Linked DNA regions of Mus musculus: regions 1, 3 and 4 are each linked to region 2. The links are chromatin contacts, called in public ChIA-PET and promoter capture Hi-C maps. All regions are on one chromosome and are shown on one strand. Each heading gives the region's core, a stretch centred on a gene start, on an enhancer-like site or on the middle of the called end of the contact. The rest is flanking DNA. Distances are from core to core; before and after follow the strand shown. Region 1 holds the start of Rcor1 (REST corepressor 1). Region 2 holds the start of Mark3 (MAP/microtubule affinity regulating kinase 3). Region 3 holds the start of Dync1h1 (dynein cytoplasmic 1 heavy chain 1). Region 4 holds the start of Tecpr2 (tectonin beta-propeller repeat containing 2).

Region 1 (3,174 bases), core at 539-3,038, 540 kb after region 2:
AATAACAACTTAAAAGCAATCTCCTTTTTCAAGGACCAGATCCTTGCAATTTTCTGCAGTCTTGTTTCCAAGGAAAAGCATTTATCTTTTCAAACTAGTGGTATAACCTACTTAGAAAAACCTCCTGTTCTAAAGCCCTCCAACCAGGACGGTTCACTCTAGCTGTACAAGATTGTCTTTTGAATTTTATTTCTGAAACAAAACCCACGGCCTTTCAAACATTTCCTGTAACCACCACCTTGAAAGACAGTCTCATACAGAGATGGGACAGAATCATAGGCATTAAAATCTGGCGAATTCCTTTGTCTGATAGGATTCCCCCCCCCCCACCCCCGTACCTCTTTAAATTTGCTTCCACACAGATCACCAGGAAGGCAAGTAAGAATGCCCCTTCTTAGGGGACAAGGATTTCTAGTAGATGGAAATGGCCGGTTAGCTAAACCTTTTGATGGTTCTATTCTTTCACAACCTCTTCCTCCCCACCCCATCCCCCCCAAAAGAAAAAAGAAATAAAGGAAACACACATTTACAAACAGATCTTAAAATAACAGCCACAAGTCGGGCTCTCTTATCTAGACAGATGCTCTCTGGAAAGCACACTTCTTTTATTACCTGATTGGGGTGGAGGGACAGGAAGATCTTTACTCCACCAGCCCTCGGGATGGGATGGGATGGGATGGGATGGGATGGGATGGGATGGGACAGGATGGGACCGGACGGGACAAGACGGGATGAGAGTCAAGAGGCAATAAGAGCGTAGGGTTGGCAGGGTAACGCTAGGAGCCAGTTTGAAGTAAGAAGTCTCTGCGGAGCCCTGGGTCCGAGCGCCCCAGGACGCCAACTCTCCAGCACTGCCACCCGGGATCCCGTCCTAGCTCCGGTACACCACACCTGGAGGCAGAGACATCCCACTCCACCCCGGCCAGGTGTGGCTTTCTCAGAGCCGGGGGACACTGCGGGCCCAGTGCTGTCCCCACCGGAGCCCATGGCCTCCCCGCACCCGAATCTGCAGCACACTCGTGTGCGAGCGTGCCGCGCCGCCTGCCCTCGCGCCCCGTGTGCCCCCGCGGACCGAAGGCCAACACGCACAAAAAACAAAGTTGTCTCCCGAGCTCCCGTCACTCGCTACTCACCAGGATCGAAGTCGGGCACCGCCGCTTGGTACTGGGGTCCCACCCGCATGCCACCGCCACCTGCGGGGAAGCAGAGCACGGCGGTCAGCGCGGGCGCGGACACGGGCCGGGCGCGGGGGCGGCTGCCACCTACCGTGCTCCTCGTCGCTGGACGAGCCCGAGCTGCCTTCCTCCCAGGAGTTGCTGCCGCTGTTCCCGTTGGGAGCCGCCGCCGCCAAACTTTTATTCTGGCCATTATTGGGGGCGGCGGCGGCCGAGGCGGCGGCGGCGGCCGAGGCGGAGGCGGTGCCGGCCGAGGCGGCGGCTGAGGCGGCGGCCGAGGCGGCCGAGGCGGCGGCCGAGGCTGCGGAGGCCGCCGTGTTCCTCCCTCGCCGCTTCCCTGAGACCTCGGGGCCCTTCTCCACCATGGCCGGCATCGGCGGGGCCCGGGGCCGGGCCAAAGTGACGGGGACCCCGGCTCGCGAGGCGCGGGCGGCGGGCCGCGGGCAGGGGGCGCAGGTGGGCGCCGGGCCGGGCGGGCGAGCGCGCGGGATCCGCTGGCGGGAGTTGGGGCTAGAGGAGGCCCAGACGGGCGGAGCAACGAGCCGCCTCAAGCCCCCGATGCCGAACGGAGCGCAACTTTGGCTCTCATCGCCGCCCGCACTTCGCTGGCTCTAACTACTCCGGGAGCCGCGGGCGGGGGGGAGGGGCGGAGCCTGGGGGGGAGGAGGGCCGCGCACAGCCTAACCCGTCGCTCGCAAGCTCCGCCCCTGCGAGCTTCCATTGGCTCTCACGGGATCCGGGCGGCAAGCAGGGGCATGGTAGGTCTCTGTGCGCGTCCGTCAGGCCACGGGGGCGGGATCACGGGAAGGAGGGGGAAGGTTCTGTGCTTCCGTTGGCCAGGTTGGGTTGACGCGTATCGCCCACTGTACGTGGTTTGAGGTTTGCGATCGCTTTACGCCCCATGATCCATCTCTCGAGGCAACAGCGAGGAGTTAGCCCCCTCCCCCTCCCCAGCGCCCCGCTCCCTCCGCTCGCACCCTGTGGGCCCCGCGCCACCTCCCCCGGGGATCCCGCCGAGCGTCCCATCGGCTTCCCAAAGTGAATGTGCCCGACGCGAGAACAGAAATCGCGGGCAAGGTCGGGACTACTTTCCCCCTCGCGCGGAGGAGTACGCGCACAGTTTGAATGGGTTCTATACAAAGAGGGGAAACTAATTGGAAGAAACTAATTGCGCCCCCGCGTCGCCCAGGGGCGATCGAGATGTACTAGAGCAAGGGAACCTGGGGACGAGGCTCTCAGGTGGCAGTGTCCCCCGAGGGAAGGAAAGCGGTTGTGCCTGGAGACGATGGAGCTCCCCGCTAATTGGGTTGGGGGCCACCGGCTCCCCACGTTGCCTGAGGGGCCGAGGGAGGAGTCGGGATGTTCGGCCGGGGAGGGCCTCGAAGCCGTCGGGGTGAGGGGAGGTGCCGAGTGGCCCCGGGACAGCAGGAGGGACATAGATCGACTAGGGGCCCCACCGCGAGGGGGAAAAAGAAGGAGCTTGAGTCCCCAGCTCGGTAGAAGAGGAGGGTCACTTCCCGAGACCCGGGCCCTTCCCCCAGCCCGCAGGGCTAAGAGCCTGAACGCGGAGGAGTCGGTGACACCCAGCCCTGGGCGTCCTTGTCCCTGGAGTGATCAAGCGAGGGGCCCCGTCACTGCCTGACAGCTGCCTGTGGGGCTGGGTGGGCTGCCCCACCCCCCGCGCCAGCGACCAAACCTGGGGACTATAGGTGAAACCGTTTGCTTTAAATTAAAAATAAATAAATAAAACAGGAGATGGCTATTTTTCGTTTATATTACTTCAGACCTGGGCTTCATATGGGGACAGTTTTTACACCCGCTCAGGATATAAATAGCTACAGAGAGAAAACGAGAGTTTTATGGTTTGAAAGCCCGCATAAATAAGCAGGGGTTTCTCTTCCACGTTTTCTGCCCCGCGAATCATTTTAAACTTCACTGAAGTGACCATGGTCACTTCTAACTGGCCTTCAAGAACAGGGCCCAGAGCCTCCCGGTAGCA
Region 2 (3,140 bases), core at 612-3,111:
TGGATGTGTCTGTATCCTCTGCTGTGGGGAAACTGAGGCAGAGGCTCCCTTAGACAGCCCAAGCAACACAGCAAGAACTGTGGAACAAAGAAGTGAGGAAGAGAAAAAAAAGAGAAAGAAGGGGAGAAGGGTGAGGAAGGAAGAGGAGGGAAAAGGTCTAGTCTAAGCTCTCCCAGTTAGGAAATCTTCTATCTATCTCAGGGGGAAGAACATATACAACTGTATAGTAACACACCACAGAGATGACTTAGACCAAATAGATTAAATTACCTAATAGCTATCAAGCACAAGTGTCATTTTGAAGATTAAAATGAAGGCATTTGATACCACTAGGTCACCATGTCTAAGGATGGTTTTCAAAGCATGAAAACACCCGAAGCATGAAAGCTTTTCCAAAGAGACTGCATTTTCTTGCCAGCAGTTACCTCATAGCTCCGCATAATGAAAGGCCAGTGAAGTTTCTTTACAAGTTATTTACTAAATGCTTTACAGAGGACAAAGCTAGGCTGGAACACTTTGGAATCCGATGCGGAAGAAGAGTTCAAAAAACACTTGGGCAGGTCAAACATTTCTTCAGTAGAACTTCTACTACACGTTTGTCACTCCCTAGCAATGCTGCTCCAGGCTGTGGTTTGGTTTGGTTCTGCAGGTCCTTTCCAACAAAATCCTTTTACATAGATTTGCTGGGTGTGCACACTGGACCGGGCCTGAGAGCTACTCCAAGCCAACCTTTTGCAGCGGAAGGAAAAGGCAACCCAGTGGGTGTCCCTCGGCCGGGCAGCAGAACAGAGCAGAGCTTCACATCTGCTTCTCAAAACACTCAGCCCGCTGCTTCCGAACAGATTTAGCTTTGCCAAGGACGGGAAGCTACTCCTTGATAAAGGCAGCGGCTCTGGAGCAGAGAACTACTCTTGTGAGTGCGGGAACTACGGGGGCCCACAAGGATCTCTCCACGGGGCACTTAGTTTTGGCAGTTGTCATTAAACTTAGTCCCCTTTTAAAGGGCGCTCCGCTCGACCCGATTGGATCCTATTAATCTGCACCTAGGTCTGACTGGCAGGCTCAGACCCTGCCCGACGTTAAGAGGAGAGTTGTGTTCAACCGCGCACTGGCCGCAGCAGCGCACGGACGGGTAATGCTCAGCCGACCGTAAGGACAGCGCGCAGGCCGCACGCGCGCCGCAGGACAGGGCTGCGCCTTGACCCCTGCCTGGAGCATCTGGGCTGGATCCCCCTGCTACCACCCTGAGGGTCTGCCACCCTGCAGCGCAGTCCACTCACGTTTTCAGTGTCTCGTTCATTCACCGTTGGCAAAGGGGTCCTAGTGGACATCTTATTGCGCTTTGATTCCGCACAACGCCAAGGCGAAAACAAAACCGCCCAGCTTTGGGCGGCCGGCGAGCAGCGGCCGCGAGCCTCCGGGCCCTGCCCTCCCTGGCCGGAGTCTAGATCTCCGGCCTGGCCCGGGCCGTGCGCCCGCGGGCCCCGGGGCTCATTCTCCCCCAGCGCCGGCGGCCGCACTGGAAGCGGGCCGGCTGGCCGCCGCCGCAAGCCTCAGGGCACCTCACGGGCCTCGCGGGCCCCGCGCCTCCTCGCCGCTCGCAGCCGCAGCGCCGCGGAGCTCAGCCCCGGGGGCTCGACACGGCGCGGCCGGCAGCCCCTGAAGAGGCAGCAGCGCAGGAGGATGGAGCGGAGATGGAGCGCAAGACAGGCCGCCGCGGCCTGCAGGCGCCGACCATGGAGGGAGCCGCGGAGGAGGCGCCCACGCCCGGCTGCTTTCCCTTCTCCGGCTCGCTTTCCGCCCGGCCTCGCCCTGCCGGCTGCCACCGCCGCTCCCGGCACCTCAGGAGCCTTACAGACTCAAGATGGCCGCGCCTCGGCTTCCTCCGCTGCCTCCGGCTGCCGGAAGTGACGCTACGGCCGCCTGGAGTTCCGCCAATCAGCGCGGTCGGAGCTAGCTGCCGGCTGCTGTTGCTAGGGGCGACTCGTCCTGTTGGGTCTGAGGGGGTGGTGCCGTCGGAAAGGTCTTGCTTGGTCTCCTCTCTAGCGGGCGGAGAGTTCCAATGGTCCAGATTGCCTGGGCATCCCTGACCCCTCCGGACCACTTCCCTAGAGGGCATCCTGTGCCCGACTGCTGGGCTGGCATTTGCAGAGTACAGATCTAGGCTGTCTGGATTATACTACACATGAAGAGCCTACTGTTTGCAAAAATTGACTTTTCTTTCCCGCGGCCACGCTGCAAAGGATGGAGCTCCAGCAGCGAAGCAGCAGTCACTGGTCTAGCTGAAGAGGAAGGAGCCAGGCTCCTGCTTCGTAACCGAGGCATCTAGCATCCAGCCAAAGAACTTTTTTGCCTCTGACTAAGGAGCCACTGGTTATCGGAGCCGGCTCAATTGAATACCCATTCGGATGAAAGAGTGAAGTATAAAATAACAAGGTAGCACAAAAAGCTGGGAAGAGGGACTCGATGAGATCACGTAGACGCCCCCAGGATCAGATCCTAAATGCCGGTAGGGGCTTATATAATCAATATTTCTCTGTCTCTTCCTCTCCCTTTCGTTCTCTCACTCCCTCTATCCCTCACTTTTCCCCTCTGTCCCTTTCTCCTTCCTCCTCTCTCGCCTCTCCCTCTCTTACTTCAGTCTTCTGAAGAGCGATATTGCTACAGGCTTGGACCAGGGAGTGACCTGCAGGTGGAACTCTGAATATGCTGCCTCTTCTAGAAGGCCTGCTCAGCGTGTCACCTCTTTATGTCTTCTAAGGAGAGAATCCATTGGTAGAGGAGGGAGGGCTATGTGAGCCGGGGTAAGACAAACTGTTACTAATAGTCCACCTTGTGCCGGTTATTCATTAAGCCTCAGTGTAGCCGCATAAGATGCTCAGGCACAGCACGTGACCTAAAGTCTGGGTAAGTTGGTTACTTTACCCAGGCCATCGGTGGTGTTGGTTATAGAAGGATCTGAACCCCATTCCTACAGCTTTAGAAATGGCTAAACTTGTGAGTGACTAAACTTTGCTTTCTTTCCTTCTTATGTTTTGTTTGCTTGCTTTGGTTCTGCCCCCCCAACACCCCGATATCCTGGTGTATCCTGCTTTGTGAAACAACAGATCTTCAAACACCAGCATCACATCCAGAGAGGC
Region 3 (3,060 bases), core at 409-2,908, 970 kb after region 2:
CATTTCAGATATGTTTCAAATTTTCTACAGTTACATGGTCTTTTGGACAAAAATAGATTTCCACGCAGGAATAAATACAAACTCCAATGTAAAGGAAACCATCTTCAGTCACACTAACACTAGCCAGGCACTAATAGCATCCTAATGCTTTAGACATTGTGTGTAGATTGAAGAAAAATATTCTGCTATCTTCTAACTGCAGGCCCAAACCAAGGCTGTGTGAACATTTTGTAATTAAGAATAGCCTTAAAGCGATACAAACTATCGAAAGGACAGCCACTCTGGTTTTCTAACGGAACCACACAGCCTTTGGAACTCTAGGGAACTTGCTAGCAAATATTCTCAGTCCATCTTCAATCCCTAAGGGCTATTTTACTTTTAAACAGCACATCTGGGTTCCTAGGGAAATGCCACACCCATTCGCCAGCATGTCATACAAGTTCCCCAGATGCTACAAAGTGGTTTTAAAGCCTCAAGAAGGAAGGAGTCCTGCAAGCAAGCCCCCTATTCCAGATCAATCTAGGGATGTTGTGAGAGTCTCTGCTGGAGGACACAACGGGAACATGTCAGCTTCTTTGCCTCCTTCCCCAACTAGGTAAGCAACAGTTCTTAAGTCTTTGAAATCAGACTTAAATGTCACAGAGCTGTCATTAGGGTCATCTAAGCAACAATTTCAAGCCATGATCAGCAAAACAAGCAATTTGGACTGGAAACTGATATGCTGAGTCTAATCTCAAGGTCCTGTATTTTAGCTGGTGACCTTGGACCAGCCACGGGACTCAGTTTCCTGGTTTGTAAAACTGGGAGATACACCCACTCAACAATGATGCTGCGAGGCCAATGGAGGCCTACGCGTAGGCAGCCGCAGACAGCAGAGATGCTGGGTGACCAGGGCCTGCCCACTCCGGCTCCCGCCAACCCACCGGTCCCCGAGCCCACCCAAGGGCCAGCACCTAGGCTGTCCTAGACACACTCTTCCCAAAGCGAGCTAAGCTTGGATACGAATCGAAACCAAAAAAGCTCATGTGACTCTGGAGGCAGGGATGCGGCCCTGTGCCCAGCCGGGACCGGGAGACGCTGTCTCCACCCAACTCGGCCATCTTGAGAAGCCGCGGAGACAAAGCGACCCCACTGTGCGGGCGCTGGCGGTCCGGGCACCCTAGCTGCTCCACGCGACCGGGGAGGGGGCGCCGCGCACCTTTGAGGGTGGAGCGCTCCACCAGGACCGTGTGGACCTGCGGGTCTGACAGGAACTTGCGCATCTGCTCCAGGGCGCTCTTCTCCTCCAGCGCCGCCTCCAGCGCAGCCGGCGCGTCGCCGCCGTCCTCCAGCAGCAGCGGCACCAGCTTACGCAGGTGCTTCTGCAGCACCGCCACGTCCGCCACATTCTGCACCGCCGACACCTCCAGGCCGGCCGAGCCGTCCTCGCCGCCGCCCGGCTCCGACATGGCGGATCCACGGAAGGGAGAGAGATAGAAAGAGAGAGAGCGAGAGCCGAGAGGAGCGGCCTCCGGCACGAGAGAGCAGTGAGCGAGGGGAACCGGCGACAGGAGACGCTCTGCCCGCTAACCCGCGGCCGACTGCGGACAGCGGAGCCGGCTCCGCCCTAAAGGCCGCCGCTCCCGCCGGCCCCGCCCCGCCCGCTGGCTGCAGCCACCGGCGCCCGCTCGCGGTCGGCGTCGCGACGTTACGCATGCGACTGGAGGCGGGGCTATGTGCGGCGCCGCGTGGCCTTTTGGGACTTGTAGTCGGAGGGCAGGGCGGGACCCATTACTCTGCGCAAAAGTGGTCCAGGAACCGCGTCTGTCTTCATTGCCAGGTGGCAGAGAATATCACAGAGCCAGCCCCTCAGGCTTCATAAATAGTGTTTTAAGGATGCATTGACGAGAATTGACATTTAGTGAGAGTTCATCCTCTGCCCGACATTGCTATTAATAACCTGAGTTCTCCCGTTGAATGAATGGAGTCTGGAGTCCCAACTGCCCAGTCGTTATTAGATACACATTGGGAAGATGAGGACGTTTTTTCAGAGGAGATGAGGGGCATGCCCACAATGACTTCGCTAAACTGGATAGGGAGAGAGTGGAAGGGAGATGATTTTAGCTGAGGAACTGGCGTCTGAGGAAGGGAAGGTTAGGTATGGGTGGAGCAGCAACTGCAGTGCAGTCTAACGGTAGGCTAAAAGAAACCTGGATAGTAGGAACATCAAGCTACGATGGGACCTGGCTTCTGAACACAGTGTCATTTACCAAGCGAGGGTGATGTAAGAGAAGGACGCATGAGTGAATCCACTGACAACGGTAAGCTCCCCATACCTGCAGCACCCACCGCTCTGTGGGTTCGGGAATCTGGATCGGCAGGAGGCAGGGGCTCAGATTGCTCCTAAGTTTCCCTGCATCTGACCCATCACCCCTCCTCCCATACACGGAGGACAAGAAGGGCAGAATCTCTTTGCTTACTTTCTTAGGGTTAGTAACTGGCCTTTGAAAGTTCAGGTCATAACTTGCCTGTTCAATTGGGTAGAGGGAACTAAGCCAAAATGATCTTTAAAAATATAATAATGCCGAGTTAGAAAGCTGAGTCCTGATTGGTGGGATGATGGTGGTATGACTTGATTCTCCCAAATCATCTTTGGAATACGGGAAGCCCTACAATATGCTTATTCCTTGCACAATTGTCCTGTGCCAGGTCCCAGAGGCTGCTGATGGAGGCCCGAAGATTCTTCTAGAAGCCAGACAGAGAGAGAGACAGAGAGACAGAGAGAGAGAAAACAGATAAATATCCCCATTCTCCCTCCATCAGCCCACCCTGGTGTAATGTGTCATAAATAATCTTGCAGAGGTGAGAGGACAGACCCAAAGCTACTGTGGTGAATTGCTACTGTGGAATTGCTGGCGTACTGGCAGTGATCAATACTGAATGTCCACCTGACACTAGGTGCTGTGTTAGTGTTTCCCTCTGCCTATCCTGCAGAGATAGGAACAAGGACAAAAGACCGGAGATTCTGAAACCTGCAGGGACTTAGTGGGTGTGGGGCTGATTGCACACTGGCTGCACTGT
Region 4 (2,902 bases), core at 259-2,758, 690 kb after region 2:
AATTCCCAGCACCCACATGGCAGCTAACTTCCAGGGCATCTGATACCCTCTTCTGACCTCAGTAGGCACTTCACACACGTGGGTACACAAAAACACATGGAGGCAAGACATCCATTCACATAAAACACGATTTTTAAAAGTTACGGGGTGGGGGGGGGGAGTGAACCCCTGAAGGACTTTATTTCATTTTACCCATCCATGATTCCCAAACCAGACGGGATTCTCAGGTTTGAAATCTCAAGAGCTAGACTCCAACCTTCCTGAGGGAGTGACTAGGTGTGAAGTGTAAGCATACACCCCTAGGGCCTGGCCCAGCAACTGGCATGAGGGAAGTCTAGTAAACACTCAATGAATGAACAAACACGGGCTGTAAGTCAGGTTGCAAAAACAAACAAAATGATCACAGGTATATCAGCATTACAGCTGGGTGCGAGTAGGTACAAAAAGTGTAACAGCTTCGAAGACAAGGACTCTCTGGCGATAAGAGACTAGAGCAACTTCATACCTAGGACCTGATTTCCCACAACTCCCTGCTCCAAAAGTTTTCAAAACCTTGGCTGCAAATGATCATTCCAGTCAACGACAAAACGATACACCTCACATGCTGCCAACAAATGGAACAGAAAAATACCTGAATATCGGTGAGAAAGAAAGGAAGCACAAAGGGTAGGAAAGAAAAGTAAAGACGGAGATGGAAAGAAATGGGAAACCAGAGACTTAAGGGACTAGAGGAAAAAGCAGCGAAGCCCACAGAGCCGTGTGGGTGACAGCAGAGACTAACCTTGATCATATTCAGTCAGACCCTGGACGGTCGGCTGTGCATGCATGCACTGACCCATTTAATCCTCCACTATCCCAAGATAAAAACTTATCATTTTACGGATGACGAAACTGAAGCTAGGAAGTTGACACTTGCTCCAGTAAACGGGTAGGAAGGGGAAGCGCAATGACCTGACCCCGAGTCTGACCCAGGGTCACCCCATTCACTGTCCATTCCGCCTCGGGGGCCACACCGGGAGGCATTCGGTATCCATTTAACCAACCCTTACTCAACTCCTACTGGGCGGCCAAGCCAGCGGCAATGTAAGGGATCCAGCTGAGGATCGGGGGGACAGAACAGAACGCAATGTCAATCTCCAGGCTGAGGAGCCTGGAGCCGGCCGCGAGAGGGATGCAGGGTGGGGCAGGAGGGGAGGAGCGAGGGGAGCCGGGACGCCAGGGCGGCCCGGGGCGGTGTGCGAACGCTGCGACGCCCGGTGCTCTGCACAGACTCCGGCTGACAGATGCGCCGCGTGCGGCGGCTGCCAGGGGGACGGCGACGCGGCTGTGGAGACGCTGAGGGGCTGAGACAGGGGAAGGCGGCTCTGCCAGGGGGAGGAAAGGCGAGGGGCGGCGTCGGGGACGTCGGAGGCGTCCGGCACCCGCCCGCGCGCTCCCGAACTCACCTCCCGCGGCAGCCCCTCAGGACACCTCAGCCCCGCCAACCCGGAGGAGGCGGGATGGACTCCGGGCCGCAGGGGCTGCTGGGAGCCTGTTGCCTAGGCAACGGGTTAGGCCTCAGAGAGTAGCAGTGACTCCGCGGAGGGCTAGAGCGGCAGAGCCACAAGTGTGGGCGGGCCCAAGGACGGAAGTGACGTCACTTCCTCAGTTCGCAGGCGGGTTTTTGGGTCTTCTCAGGAATCTACCTGTGGGCCGCCGCATGGAAGGTGCGTGACAGTGCTGTGTTTCCCTAGTTGTGGGGGCTGCAGGTCGTGGACGTGGTCATGAGGGGTGGGAGGGTGGGTGGGGGAGGTCATGAGTCCGCGCGCGACGTGACATGCAGGGCGCGCCTGGACCTCGTGGGCTGCCGGGAGCCTTGTTCATTACGGTGTGAGTGTCGTCTGAGTGCGGTGATGTGCGTGAAGTGTCAGTGGTGTGACGCTCAGAGCATCCCTGAGCACATTGGAGCCAAGCCTGACGTGCCAGCCCCTCGGAGAACCCTTCCCTAAACTCCGGCATTCAGTAAGACGGGCCGTGGAGCTTGCAGTGTGTAATAAAGGCTGTCTCTGTCGGTTCGTGTCGCATGGGTCAGTGCGTTAGCGTATGGCTTGCTGAGTCCCGTTTTGCTTTGGTAGCTTACAAGAGGTAAGCAGCTAAACTGCTGTGCCTCTCTCTCTACCAGCTGCCCTGCGACTCACATTACTGACATCTCCCCATTTGTCTCTGAGTGTCTAGAAGTCAGAGCTGTGCTTTTGGTTCCTAAGTGGGTCCGGCAAACTTAGTCAGCCGTGATCCTCACCCTTAGGGACCCCTACCGAAGAAGGACGAATGTAATGCAGGAGGTGAGAGCAGTTCCTCCATGGAGCCCGTTTGATTCTCAATCAGCTGTGTGTGCAAGTTATGGGAGGGAACAAGACATAACTCCTACTGTGGTTGAACTCAGTCCTGCGGAGAAAATAGAATTAAGAAATAGAAGAAATTGACTCACTAGGGGATGTGATGACAGCCAACGAATAGGAGATAATATGTCTACTGCAGTGACTCGTAATGCAACCAGGGGTGGAAGTGGGGGCGGCGGCGGCGGGGGTTGGGGGGGGAGAGTCCAGGAAGACTTCTTGATGGAAATAACTGTTCAACTTGCTTCCTGTTGCCATGGTAAAATACCGTCACCAAAAAGCATCTTGGGAAGGAAAGGGTTTATTTGTCTTACCCTTCCAGGTCCCAATCCATCTATGAAGGAACTCGGTAGGAACCCAAGCAGAACCAGAGGCAGGAGCCATGAAGAATAGCTGCTTACTGGCTTGCTTTTTCCTAGGATTTTCTTCTCCGTGTATAATACCTACATTTATGTAAACGTACCATGTGTCAGCTGTATCCACAGGGGCCAGAAGAGGACATGGTATCTTCTGGAATAGGAATCTCA

The links. Promoter capture Hi-C pulls out the DNA fragments that hold promoters and counts their contacts. ChIA-PET counts read pairs in DNA pulled down with a chosen protein or histone mark. Capture Hi-C pulls out chosen DNA fragments and counts their contacts.
Region 1: a contact with region 2 is called in an RNA polymerase II ChIA-PET map of effector CD8 T cells, with 11 read pairs. The contact joins the promoter of Rcor1 here to the promoter of Mark3 in region 2. A contact is called at or near these places in 3 of 39 promoter capture datasets (cranial neural crest, liver and pre-B cells), 1 of 484 Hi-C or Micro-C datasets (muscle stem cells), 4 of 115 datasets of contacts at active chromatin or transcription factors (bone marrow-derived macrophages, effector CD8 T cells, memory CD8 T cells and 1 more) and 1 of 9 other capture datasets (adipose tissue).
Region 3: a promoter capture Hi-C map of liver shows a contact between it and region 2, with 5 times the contacts expected there. The contact joins the promoter of Dync1h1 here to the promoter of Mark3 in region 2. A contact is called at or near these places in 2 of 39 promoter capture datasets (liver and pre-B cells), 1 of 484 Hi-C or Micro-C datasets (CD4 T cells) and 2 of 115 datasets of contacts at active chromatin or transcription factors (embryonic stem cells and pancreatic cancer cells).
Region 4: a promoter capture Hi-C map of liver shows a contact between it and region 2. The contact joins the promoter of Tecpr2 here to the promoter of Mark3 in region 2. A contact is called at or near these places in 1 of 39 promoter capture datasets (cranial neural crest), 1 of 484 Hi-C or Micro-C datasets (embryonic stem cells) and 1 of 9 other capture datasets (liver).

Annotation. Positions count from the first base shown.
Region 1 is chr12:111,037,981-111,041,154 of GRCm38.p6, reverse strand. Rcor1 (REST corepressor 1) reads right to left here and starts at 1,788. Exons shown (of 12, transcript NM_198023.3): 1 at 1,267-1,788; 2 at 1,134-1,193. The coding sequence starts at 1,549.
Region 2 is chr12:111,573,242-111,576,381 of GRCm38.p6, reverse strand. It overlaps Mark3 (MAP/microtubule affinity regulating kinase 3), which reads right to left and starts at 1,861. Exons shown (of 18, transcript NM_001370744.1): 1 at 1,281-1,861. The coding sequence starts at 1,331. It overlaps 2810029C07Rik (RIKEN cDNA 2810029C07 gene), which reads left to right and starts at 1,980. Exons shown (of 2, transcript NR_045295.1): 1 at 1,980-2,509; 2 at 2,642-3,140.
Region 3 is chr12:110,599,993-110,603,052 of GRCm38.p6, reverse strand. It overlaps Dync1h1 (dynein cytoplasmic 1 heavy chain 1), which reads right to left and starts at 1,658. Exons shown (of 77, transcript NM_030238.2): 1 at 1,199-1,658. The coding sequence starts at 1,448. Gm35558 (a long non-coding RNA gene) reads left to right here. Exons shown (of 2, transcript XR_381950.4): 1 at 1-2,300; 2 at 2,689-3,060.
Region 4 is chr12:110,887,870-110,890,771 of GRCm38.p6, reverse strand. It overlaps Tecpr2 (tectonin beta-propeller repeat containing 2), which reads right to left and starts at 1,508. Exons shown (of 20, transcript NM_001289510.1): 1 at 1,446-1,508. Cinp (cyclin-dependent kinase 2 interacting protein) reads left to right here and starts at 1,627. Exons shown (of 5, transcript NM_026048.4): 1 at 1,627-1,706. The coding sequence starts at 1,700.